Regions from separate parts of the Sus scrofa genome. Here region 1 is linked to region 2. The links are chromatin contacts, called in public HiChIP or PLAC-seq maps. All regions are on one chromosome and are shown on one strand. Each heading gives the region's core, a stretch centred on a gene start, on an enhancer-like site or on the middle of the called end of the contact. The rest is flanking DNA. Distances are from core to core; before and after follow the strand shown. Region 1 has its middle 5.2 kb from the start of TSEN2. Region 2 has its middle 41 kb from the start of PPARG.

Region 1 (5,583 bases), core at 1,713-4,212, 150 kb after region 2:
GGAGATTCCCAGGCTAGGGGTCAAGTCGGAGCTGTAGCCACCAGCCTACACCAGAGCCACAGCAATGTGGCATCCAAGCCGCGTCTGTGACCTACACCACAGCTCACGGCAACGCCAGATCCTTAACCCACTGAGCAAGGCCAGGGATTGAACCCACAACCTCATGGTTCCTAGTTGGATTTGTTAACCACTGAGCCATGATGGGAAGTCATCTTTTCTGTTATTTTAAAATAGTTTAGAACACTTGTACATACACTCAGTACTTGATGCTCTTTTTGGTCTTTTTTTTTTTGCTATTTCTTTGGGCCGCTCCCGCGGCATATGGAGGTTCCCAGGCTAGGGGTCTAATCGGAGCTGTAGCCACTGGCCTACGGCAGAGCCACAGCAACACGGGATCCGAGCCGCGTCTGCAACCTACACCACAGCTCATGGCAACGCCGGATCCTTAACCCACTGAGCAAGGGCAGGGACCGAACCCGCAACCTCATGGTTCCTAGTCGGATTCGTTAACCACTGCGCCACGACGGGAACTCCTGATGCTCTTTTAATTTGCACAAAAGTTATCATAGAATACTGTTCTACTTCTTGTCTTTATCACCAAACATGTTTTTGAAATCTTTCTATGTCCTAAGTGTAGAAAAGCTAATTGATTCCTTTTTCATTGCTGAATAGTATTCTACTTTATGAATCCTTTGTACCACACTTTATATGTCCGTTCTTCTAAGGGCAGACATTTAAATTATCTCCTTTTTTTTTTTAATAAACCATCATGCTTTGATTGTAAAACAAAACAACTTTGTATGTGTTTCTTTGGGCTTCTATGCCCAAGTTTCTCTAGGCAGTTTACCCAGAAGCCAAATGTGTTTGAATAATAACAGGGAGAAGTGGAGTTCCTGTTGTGGCTAAGTGGTTAATGAATCCAACTAGGAACCATGAAGTTGAGGGTTCGACCCCTGGCCTTGCTTAGTGGGTTAAGGATCCAGCATTGCCATGACCTGTGGTGTAGGTCACAGATGCAGCTCAGATCCTGTGTTGCTGTGGCTCTGGCGTAGCCAGTGGCTACAGCTCCAACTTGACCCATAGTCTGGGAACCCCCATATGCCCTGGGCGTGGCCCTAAAAAGACAAAAGACAACAAATAAATAAATAAATAAATAAATAACAGGGAGGAGTAGGCTTACCTGGGATCCACTGCCCCCCCCCATACTTAACTCCAGTGTGACCTTGGACAAGTCATTTCACCTCTCTGCATCTGTTTTCTTACCTGTGAAATGGGTGTGTGATAATCCCTGACTCCCTGAGTTGTCAGAGAATAAGTGAGACTGTCTCTGAAAAGCAGCTGGAACTGAGCAAATGATAGAAGGCCAGCAGCTCCCATCATCCATGCCACAGATTTTTCTAGCAGCCAAAGCAGGACTTCAAGGCAGTGCCCCACCCTTTGCACCTGAGACCCTGGGCCCAGCAAAGCACTGCCTTGGGGGCTTGTCCAGCCCACCCCTTACCACCTGCGGCCAACCATCTCCCTGCCCAGCCTGCTGTCAGCTTGGTAAATAATTGAGCAAATGTGCCCCTCAGTGTCTCAGCGTCCTCGCCTGTAAAATGGGATAATAACATAACACCTACCTATCGTGAGATTTAAATGCTAGAGAATGTCTGTGCAGGGCACTTGTTAAAACTGAATGCCCTTTCTAGCATATCCTGAACACTTTCTTTTCCCTTCAAAGCTGAGAAATTATCTTTGGTTTGTCTCCCCAGCAGGGGGAAGCTGGGCTGTATCTTTGGTTTGATTTTGGTTTCCAACCCTTGCATTTTTTTTTTTTTTAGGGTTCTAGATTTTATTGTAATGAACAGAACTACTACAAGTCTTTTAATAGAAGATTTCAAAGAAAACTTTAAAAGTACTTAATCTTCATTTTATGTGTATTTTGACAACTTTGCCCTAAACAGTATCTATGCTGATTTCAAGTCTTATCTAGAGTGTAGTTAGTATATGATAAACTACTTAAATTTTTATATACTATACTTCATGTTGAGAACTAATTCCTAGGGAGTTTCCTTGAGGCACAGCAAGTTAAGTATCCAGTATTGTCTCTCCACTACAGTGTCTAAGGTTGCTGCTGTGGTGCAGGTTCAGTCCCTTGCCCAGGGAACCTCCACATGCCATAGGTGCAGCCAAAAAAACACCAAAAACCAAACCAAAACAAAAACCCCCCAGACAAAAAAAAACTTGTATTCTAAAGTCCAAGATGAATTTCTTTGAATTTGGCTCCATATGGGAATCTGGGAAAATTAATATTACATATTCTGTTTTGTAGAATGTCAGAATTTACATTACCTAGAGAATCTGCTACTATTACTTTGGTCACCCCGCGGCATATGGAGTTCCCTGGCCAGGGATCAGAAGGTGCAAGCTACAGTCGTGACCTACACTGTAGCTGTGGCGACGCTGGTTCCTTAACCCACTGTGCTGGGCTGAGAATTGAACCTGCGTCCCAGCATTCCAGAGGTGTTAACGATTCTGTTGCGCCACAGCAGAAACTCCTAATTTTTTAAAGTAAACAAATCCAGGACATTCAAAAGTAAGTTGTTTAAAACAGGAAGATTGCACAAAACATAAAGATCGGTCTGTTTGCTACCATAAAACAACCTATTTTTATTGCCTATCTTTGTTTATAAAAATTAAAGCCTGGTTTTTTAACCCCTTGCATTTTCTGTTGCGGATGCCGTGGGTGAAACACCTGGAGCCTTGGCTGGGTCGCTGTTCTTGCTGTAAATTGGCGTCCCCTAAGGCTGGGTGCTTAAATTTGCTAAAATATCTCCATCTAGTGGCCTCGCTTGAGCACTGCAGGGTTCGGCCTTCGTCTGGGAAAAACAATGCGGCGACAGCTGGGGCCGCCCTGCCCAGCTCAGAAACGCTGGTGGCTCCCCATTGTCTACGGGGTAAAGTCCAAACGCCATGCCTGGAATTCAAGCGCCTGCTCGATCGGGCCCCGCCCTGCCTATCAGACCTTATCAGCCGCTTCAACCTCCTGCACCGCTCGCCCCGCCCCGCTCCTCCCGCCCCAGAACTTCCAGGCCCACAACTCCTGGCACGTGGGCGTGCCCTCAGCCCCCGACTGCCATCTCCCTCCTCCTACACACTGTCCCAGGGCTCCCCCTTCTCCCAGGCTCAGCTCAGAAGCCTCCTAGGTCATTCAACCAATCTGGGTCTTTCCTGGCCTCCCACCAACACTTGCTGAGGTCGTTTTTATTATTTCCATATTTAAAGCTGTGCCTTGTCCATGCGCTGCCCTCCATATCCAGTACATTGGATTAAAACGAATGCACACTCTGTAGCCTCCTGAATTTGGATCCTCACCTGGCCTCTGCTAGGTCATAGCTCCCAGGACCCAAGCAGAGCGGGAACCTCAAAAGGGAATTGCTGGTGAGAACACCTGTCTCACAGGATTGTGGTGAGAGTTAAGCTAGGATGCACAGTGGTTGGCACCTAGAAAGGCCCAATAAATTGTAGAGTGATCAGATAAAATACAAGATACCCAGCTGAATTTGAATTTCAGATAAATGATTTTTTTTAAGTATAAGTATATCCCAAATAGTACATGGCAGTTCCATGTTACCTTTCACAGACATATGATGTTAAGGATTGTGTATTTTGTTAGATGTGTTAATGATACAGAGAATGAATATATATGTATATATATATATTCATACACAGTACGTGTATATATATACATACACATACACACTCATACACAGTCAATCCTCATTATTGGTAGATTCTGCATTTGCAAATTCACCTACTGGCTAAAATTTATTTGTAATACCAAAAATCAATGCTCACAGGGCTTGGTCACCTACAGACATGCACCTGCATGGGGGAGAGAAAAATTGAGGGTCCCAGTATGCATGCTGAAGTCCACAGATACTGTCTTATTTCAGCTCTCATTTCATAAACAAGTATGCTAATGCCACTTTTCCACACTTTTGTGCTTTGTGTTGGTGATTTTAAAATAGATCCCAATCAGGAATTCCCAATGTGGCTCAGTGGTAACGAACCCGACTAGTATCTATGAGGATGCTAGATACGAGTATCCCTGATTCTGCTCAGTGGGTTAAGGACCTGGTGTTGCCATGAGCTGTGGTATAGTTCGCAGACACAGCTTGGATCTGGCATTGCTGTGGCTGTGGTGTAGGCCAGCAGCTGAAGCTCCAGTCTGACCCCTAGCCTGGGAACTTCCATATACTGCAGGTGTGGCCCTAAAAATAAACATTTTTTTTAAAAGGTGGATCCCAAGCAGAGTGCCTTTCACAGACATATGATGTTAAGGATTATTGTGTATTTTGTTAGATGTACTGCCATGTACTATTTGGGATATACTTAAAAAAAATCATTTATCTGAAATTCAAATTCAGAGTGCTGTCTAGTGTTCCTAAGCCAAGAAGGCCGTGATGTGCCTTGCACAGAAAATACATATTAGATGAGCTTTGTTCAGGTGTGTGTTATACTCATGTGGGCCCTGAGTTAGTTCAATATTAACGAATCGACAGCAGACACTAATTACAGTGTCTTTAAACAGAAGTACACATAAAACAAGGTTATGTATTGATTGGCTGATGAAAATGTTGTGTCCAGAGGCTGGCAGGAACCTGTCCCTGTATTTGCCCTAGGAGCAGTGGTTAAGTAGTCAGTAATTCAGTGTTCCTGGCCGCTCTAGAACTGCTGTGAGTAATGAGAATTAACTATATAAATATCTATGTAATACAATTTAAATTCACACCTATTAGAGATACATACTGAAATATTGAGTGAAGTTATATGATGTCTGGAATTGCTTTAAAACACACCAGCAATGGGATAAAGGTGTATATCGGGAGAGCGTAAAAGAAACAAGACACTGCTAAGGCAAGCTCAGGGAGGACAGAAACCTCCCGTGGAGCAGAAGGGCAAAAGCTCGCTTGATCTTGATTTTCAGTATGAATACAGACCGTGAAAGCAGGGGCCTCACAATCCTTCTGACCTTTGGGGTTTTAAGCAGGTGTCAGAAAAGTTACCACAGGGATAACTGGCTTGTGGTGGCCAAGACTGCATAGCGACGTCACTTTTTGATCCTTCAATGCCGGCTCTTTCCTATCATCATGAAGCAGAATTCACCAAGCATTGGATTGTTCACCCACTAACAGGGAACATGAGATGGGTTTAGACTGGCACGAGACAGGTTAGTTTTACCCTACTGATGATGTGTTGTTGCCATGGTAATCCTGCTCAGTACGAGAGGAACCGCAGGTTCAGACATTTGGTGTATGTGCTTGGCTGAGGAGCCAATGGGGCGAAGCTACCATCTGTGGGATTATGACTGAACGCCTCTAAGTCAGAATCCCGCCCAGCCAGAACAATAAGATAAGGCAGCACAGGGGTGGGGGTGGGGGTTCAGTTGGCCTTGGGTAGCTGGTCCCCCCTCTGTCCCGCCAAGCGTCAGGAGCAGGGTCCAGTGCAGAGAGCCCTAAACATGCTGCCTTGACTTGAAAAGAAAAGAAACAAGACACTAAAGGTTAGAGTTCCCTGCTGGCCTAGCGCTTAAGGATC
Region 2 (5,827 bases), core at 1,432-3,931:
AATGTAATGTGACCAAAATGCTTATGCTGCTCTTTCTGAGACAAAATAAAATTGATGGATTTTGATTGATTTTTAAAAGATTATTGAATCAATAATCCTCAAATATGAAGAAAAAGGCTCATTAGACCTTAGTTCATAAGTCCTAGTAAAGCACAGTAGCTTGTTGAAATAGCTCCTAATTGTCTTTAACAACCTTAGATTCTCTTTTTTCCAAATGGTACGTATATCAAATATGTCATAAGATCCTTTAGGATCATCTAATTTTTTATTACATCTTTATTTGCACAATTACACGAGAGCTGGGATATTTGTTTTGTTCATATTTTATTTTATTTTATTTTATTTTTTGCTTTTTAGGGCCACACCCACAGCATAGGGAGGGAGGTTCCCAGGCTAGGGGTCGAATCAGAGCTGTAGCCACTGGCCTACGCCACAACCATAGCAATGCCAGATCCAAGCTACATCTTTGCCCTACACCACAGCTCACGGCAATGCCGGATCCTTAACCCACTGAGTGAGGCCAAGGATCAAACCCGTCTCCTCATGGATGCTAGTCAGGTTCGTTACCACTGAGCCACAACAGGAACTCCTGGGTAACTTCATTTTTGATTGGTTATACATGTAATCATATGATTTCACATTTAGAGAGTGCTTTCTTCCCACTCAGTCTCTACTTGTCTATGCCACAGTTTAAATCCTCATCTAAATTGTCATTTACCTATCCTTCCAAAGGACTCTTCCTTAATTATCTCAAGCACCAAAAAAAACTAGCTTAGCCTTTGATATTAATAATATTTACTGAGCACAAGTTCTGTAGCAGGCTCTATTTTAAGTGCCTTTCATACATTATCTCATTTTATTCTTCCAACAAACCATAAAAGGTATACACTATTATCTCTATCTTGCAGACAGAAGAAACTCAAACTCAGAGCGGTAAAAATAGCTTGCCAGGTGATAAAACTGGGATTTGAACTTGAGCAGCCTGAACCCAGCCACCTTGTCCTGCCACTTTAACAAGAGCCTAATTTTCCAGTATTTAACTTGCCAGAGAGTGAGCTACCTACACGCCATGCTCCTAGCACCAGTCCATCTACACAGGTGTAACTGTGGAGTAGGTCTAAGCTTTTAGTTGTTCTTGTTCACTGCAAGTTGGTTGATGTGTCTTGTAAGCAATGAGCAACTTGACAGTACTTATTCTCATTACTTGATAACAAGGTAAATTAATTAGATCAACCAAATCTTTCATATATATTCAGTAATACCACCATCACTTAAAACCAACCATTGTTAGGAGATTCTTTATTTCCATTTTTCTTTTTCTCTTAAATGCCTCTTAATTCAAATAAAGTCATTTTATTTTGTCATCTCAAGATATAGACATTAATTTAATAGCAAGTTTTATATGAATATTGTAAAAATCTAGGGAAGAATGTCATTGGTTCATCTGGAGTCTGGCTTGGAATAGAATCAATCAGCAGTTTGGGGAAGAGGAAAGCAGTGGCAGACCCATGTATTTTGTTCAACGGGATAAAAATTAGTCATTTGGAAGTGTTGTTACACTTTTACCTTCCCCCAATACAGCAAAGAGAATTTTCATTTGCCAGCACAATACCCCCTTCCTCCATCCTTAGAAAAGTTGGTTTTAAAAGGTCATTTCCTAGACTTTTGTAATGAAGCATCAGAGAATGAGTAGAAAATAACTGGACAGAAAAAGCTGGAAGAGATTTAAGTTGTACATGATAAAATGCTGGGAAAGAGAGGAAGGAGAGGTGAGGACATTACCAGGCAGGGAATAGGGAAAGTATTTAGTTGGCAGGGCTTTGACGAAGAAGACACTTTGGTGTGGGGTGTGAAAAAATCAAAAGGAAGGGGGCAAAATGATATGGGAAGGGTTGCCCATGGCATGCATTTTACCTCCTTGAACACATTTTCTAAAACTGGAGTAGAGCGTGGAACCTTTTTTTCTCTAATGGGGAGCAAGGAGTGGTCCAATCATCTGTTACATTGATTGTGCTTCTTTAATTCTTCAGAAGAAGATGAGTAGTCAGGTTAGGTGATGTTGAGTTTGAGGTTCCTGAAGAAACTCAGAGAGGGGTGTTCCCCCCAAAAAATGGGAGATACAGACTTAGAAGTTTTGAGAGAAGATGTGTGGTTAGAGATGAAGTCTTGGGAGCTATTAGCAAGTAGATGTGTTTACTGGTAACAGTGAGGCCAAGAAGGAACTTGCAGAACTCATAAAACAGAAGAACTCAGCAAGAAGAGGTACCAAGAAAACAGATTAAAATAGTAGTCTGATGGTAAGGCTAAGAATTCAGAGAAACTGGTCACTGGGCAGTTAAGGGAGGAGACAGTTTCAAGAGTAGATGATAGAATATCAGATGAAAACAGAGGCAGAAACAGCAGGTCTGGAGCCAGCTCAGACCAGCTTTTGAAAGTCAGTTGTTAAATTTTCAGGATTTTTGAGAGCCAGTTGTTATCCTTAGCCATTTTTAAAAATTACATGGTGTATGCCAGTGATGAAACAAGTTGTGTTAGAAACATAGGTAATAACCACACCAGCCGCATGGCCTCTTGATGATTTTCCGTTGCCGAGGTGTCAATGTGGATTGCATCTGTATGGTTGTGATACTGTGTAACATGGAGTGCTCTTACACCAGCATTTCCCGACTCTGCTGTCATGGATGTCACGTTGGTAGCCTGAAATCAGTCACAGTGGGAGTATTTACACCACAGAAATTGGCAAACACTACAAATCAGAGCATTTTTCCTGCAAGAAGAACTAGTTGCTAAACACATACCAGCATATTATTGGACAAATAGAATGAAAAATAAGGAAAAAGTCTTAGGGATTTAGCAAGAAGACTACTTGTCACTTTTCCTAGAGTTTCACTAGGAAGTTGGGTGAGTTGTAGAGTGAAAAAATGTAAAGCGAGAAAACATATTTCAAATAAGGTTGCAAACTAGTGAGTTAAACAGCTAAGCAGATTGTATTGTTGGTACTGTTTTTTCCTTAATTGTAAGGCTTACAGAGCATATGCAATGCTAATATACTTTGTAATCTCCAAATGTGAACCACATATGCAAATTCATTTTGTGATGGAAACTTTTCCATTGGAAAATCTAAAAGAATCCAGTTATCTATAGTACACTTTTTGAGAGATGTTGCTATAATATTTATCACTTATATCTATAATCTAATATAAGGCACAAATGAAACTTTAAACAGAAAAGAAAATCATGGACTTGGAGAAGAGACTTGTGGTTGCCAAGGGGGAGGGGGAGAGAGTAGGGTGGTTTGGGAGCTTGAGGTTAATAGATGCAAATTATTGCCTTTGGAATGGATTAGCAATGAGATCCTGCTGTGTAGCACTGGGAACTATGTTTAGTCACTTATGATGGAGCATGATAATGTGAGAAAAAAGAATGTGTACATATATGTGTAACTGGGTCACCATGCTGTACAGTAGAAAAAAAAAATTGTATGGGGGAAATAATTAAAAAAATAATAAAGTAACCATGTAACTGAAAAAAAATTTTTCTCAGTGCAGATGATATTGATTGTGGAGTTCTCTTGTGGCACTGTGGGTTAAGGACTCAGCATTGTCACTGCAGTGACTCAGGTCCCTGCTGTGGAATGGGTTCAGTCCCTGGCCCAGGAACTTCCACATGCCATGGGCACAGCCAAAAAAAAAAGAAAAAAGAAAAAGATATTGATTGTAAGTTTAAGAAAAATATTCTTTTTATTAAAGTTTCTTAGTTTTTTAAGGAAATATTTTCAAGAATGGATGTTGAATTTTATTGAGTATTTTTAGGGGCATTTTTTGAGATAGCCATATGGTTTCTTTTCAAATTTGACCCAATGTTGGGAGGAAGTGGGATGGATTGGGAGCTTGGGGTTAATAGATGCAAGCTATTGCTTTTGGAATGGATTAGCAATGAGATCCTGCTGTGTAGCACTGAGAACTATGTCTAGTCACTTATGATGGAGCATGATAATGGGAGAAAAAAGAATGTATACATGGGTCACCATGCTGTACAGTAGAAAAATATTGTATGGGGGAAATAACACTAAAAATTTTTTTTAAATAAAATAAAATCAGTCAGTGAATTTAAAAAACAAACAAATTTGACCCAGTGTTAGAACATATTATTTTAATAGTTATTCCAGCATTAAATGTTCTTTGCCTTTCTGAGGTAAATCCAGCTTGATTTTTGTGATTTATTCTTTTAGTATACTGTTGCATTTGTTCATTATCATTTTATTTATATGTTTTAGTTAATGTTAATAGTGAAATTTGTATTTTTGTCTTTGTTCTTGTTAGGTTTTGAAGAATTAATTTAGACACTGTAGTTTTTTTCCTACTCTGAAACAGTTTTTGTCACAAGAAAATTATCTCTTCCTTAAACATTTCAAAAAATTTATCTATAAAATTATCTAGTCCCAGAGCTTATTACGGAAGTAATTCTTTGATAAATTTTCAATTGTTCCATTTGTAATTATTTTCATATTTCTTAAGTCAGCTTTTACCATTTATACCATTGCATACACAATAGAGTCAATTGCTCTTTGGCCTGCATTATTATATATTTAGATTCTGGTAAAAAGCCTATCTCAGATATAAAAATCTTGGCTAGGAGATATGAATAGCCCCTCTCTAATGTGGGTTCTGTTGAAATGTAAGGAGCTTGTCTGCATGCATCATAGCCTATTTCTCTGGCTTATATTGATGAGTAGAAGGATTTATAAACTAATGAATATAAACCAATCTGTATTTACCTGACCAGATGGAGTACATGCAAGAAGTAATCCTTGATGTATATTGCCCCCAGAATGATCTTATTTCTGCCCTACTTATTATATTTTAAGTCTGAAACTATACCTTCTATGGTATAATGCAGTTCTTCTTGGATACAGAAAGCAGATTCCTGATTTTACCAGGAGGAGACAGTTTTGGGAAAGAGTATAGGATTCTTTTTGCCTCTGAAAGTCATAGGGAACTGGCCCAGTTTTCTGTTGATCCAACTCTTAGGGCTACAAGCTAGGAATCAATACCATTGCCAAAAATATTTACTTTCTTCCCATCTATTTCTTAATGAATTCATACTCATTTCAAAGAGAAATTGGAATGGGTGTCAAGAAAAGCTAGTATTACTTAATCTTAACCTGGAGTCAAACTCTTTAATTTTTCAGATAGAGATTTTGTTCACATTTTTCTTTATTAATACTCTTTTGTTTTCACATATTTAAGCTCTCGTTAGTTGGCTTAAAGGTGAAAAAAGTCAAAGTGGTAATCCACTATAGGCAAAGTTGTTTCTCCTGGATTATGCATGTTATACATAATGAATAGTCTAGCAAATAAGAGAGCGTTTCACATAGTCAATTGCTGTGATATAGATCAGCAGCCAGAAAGCAAATCACTTATAGGCCCAATACCCTGATGAGTCAGCTCTTTCTATAGAAGAATATGTCCCATTCTGACAACAAAATTGTTACCTGATTGTTGATATTGAGTCTACATTAGGAAGTTTTCAACTTCCAAACAGAAGTCCTAAACAATACTAGGGAAACAAATAAAACACATTGGCTATAGTTCATAGTCTTTCAAAGTAGAAATAGCAAAATGGGAAAACATTTTATATTCATGATCCGCTATTTTATGGCATGCATTGGGTAATAGAATAGTTTTTGCAGATTCCACATGGCAAGGCACAGAGTTGAAAAAGAAAAAAAAATTAAAGTTTGATTAGGTTAGACTGTGCAGGATGTTGGGTCTGGATGTTGTGATTTTTAAAGGCCCTGATGATAAGACTTTGGCACGGGGTGCTG

Evidence for each region. HiChIP or PLAC-seq counts read pairs in DNA pulled down with a chosen protein or histone mark.
Region 1: a contact with region 2 is called in an H3K27ac HiChIP or PLAC-seq map of alveolar macrophages. The contact joins two enhancer-like sites. A contact is called at or near these places in 1 of 47 Hi-C or Micro-C datasets (fetal heart ventricle) and 1 of 2 datasets of contacts at active chromatin or transcription factors (alveolar macrophages).

Annotation. Positions count from the first base shown.
Region 1 is chr13:68,472,724-68,478,306 of Sscrofa11.1, forward strand. No RefSeq gene overlaps it. Among named protein-coding and RNA genes, the nearest start is that of TSEN2, 5.2 kb to the right of the region's middle. Within about 2 kb of position 2,963, at least 34 of the 83 cell types and tissues checked have an H3K27ac peak or open chromatin away from gene starts, as enhancers often do. A contact at or near this core is called in alveolar macrophages, where this site is marked.
Region 2 is chr13:68,319,885-68,325,711 of Sscrofa11.1, forward strand. It overlaps a transcript of PPARG not described here. Among named protein-coding and RNA genes, the nearest start is that of PPARG, 41 kb to the right of the region's middle. Within about 2 kb of position 2,682, at least 1 of the 83 cell types and tissues checked has an H3K27ac peak or open chromatin away from gene starts, as enhancers often do. A contact at or near this core is called in alveolar macrophages, where this site is marked.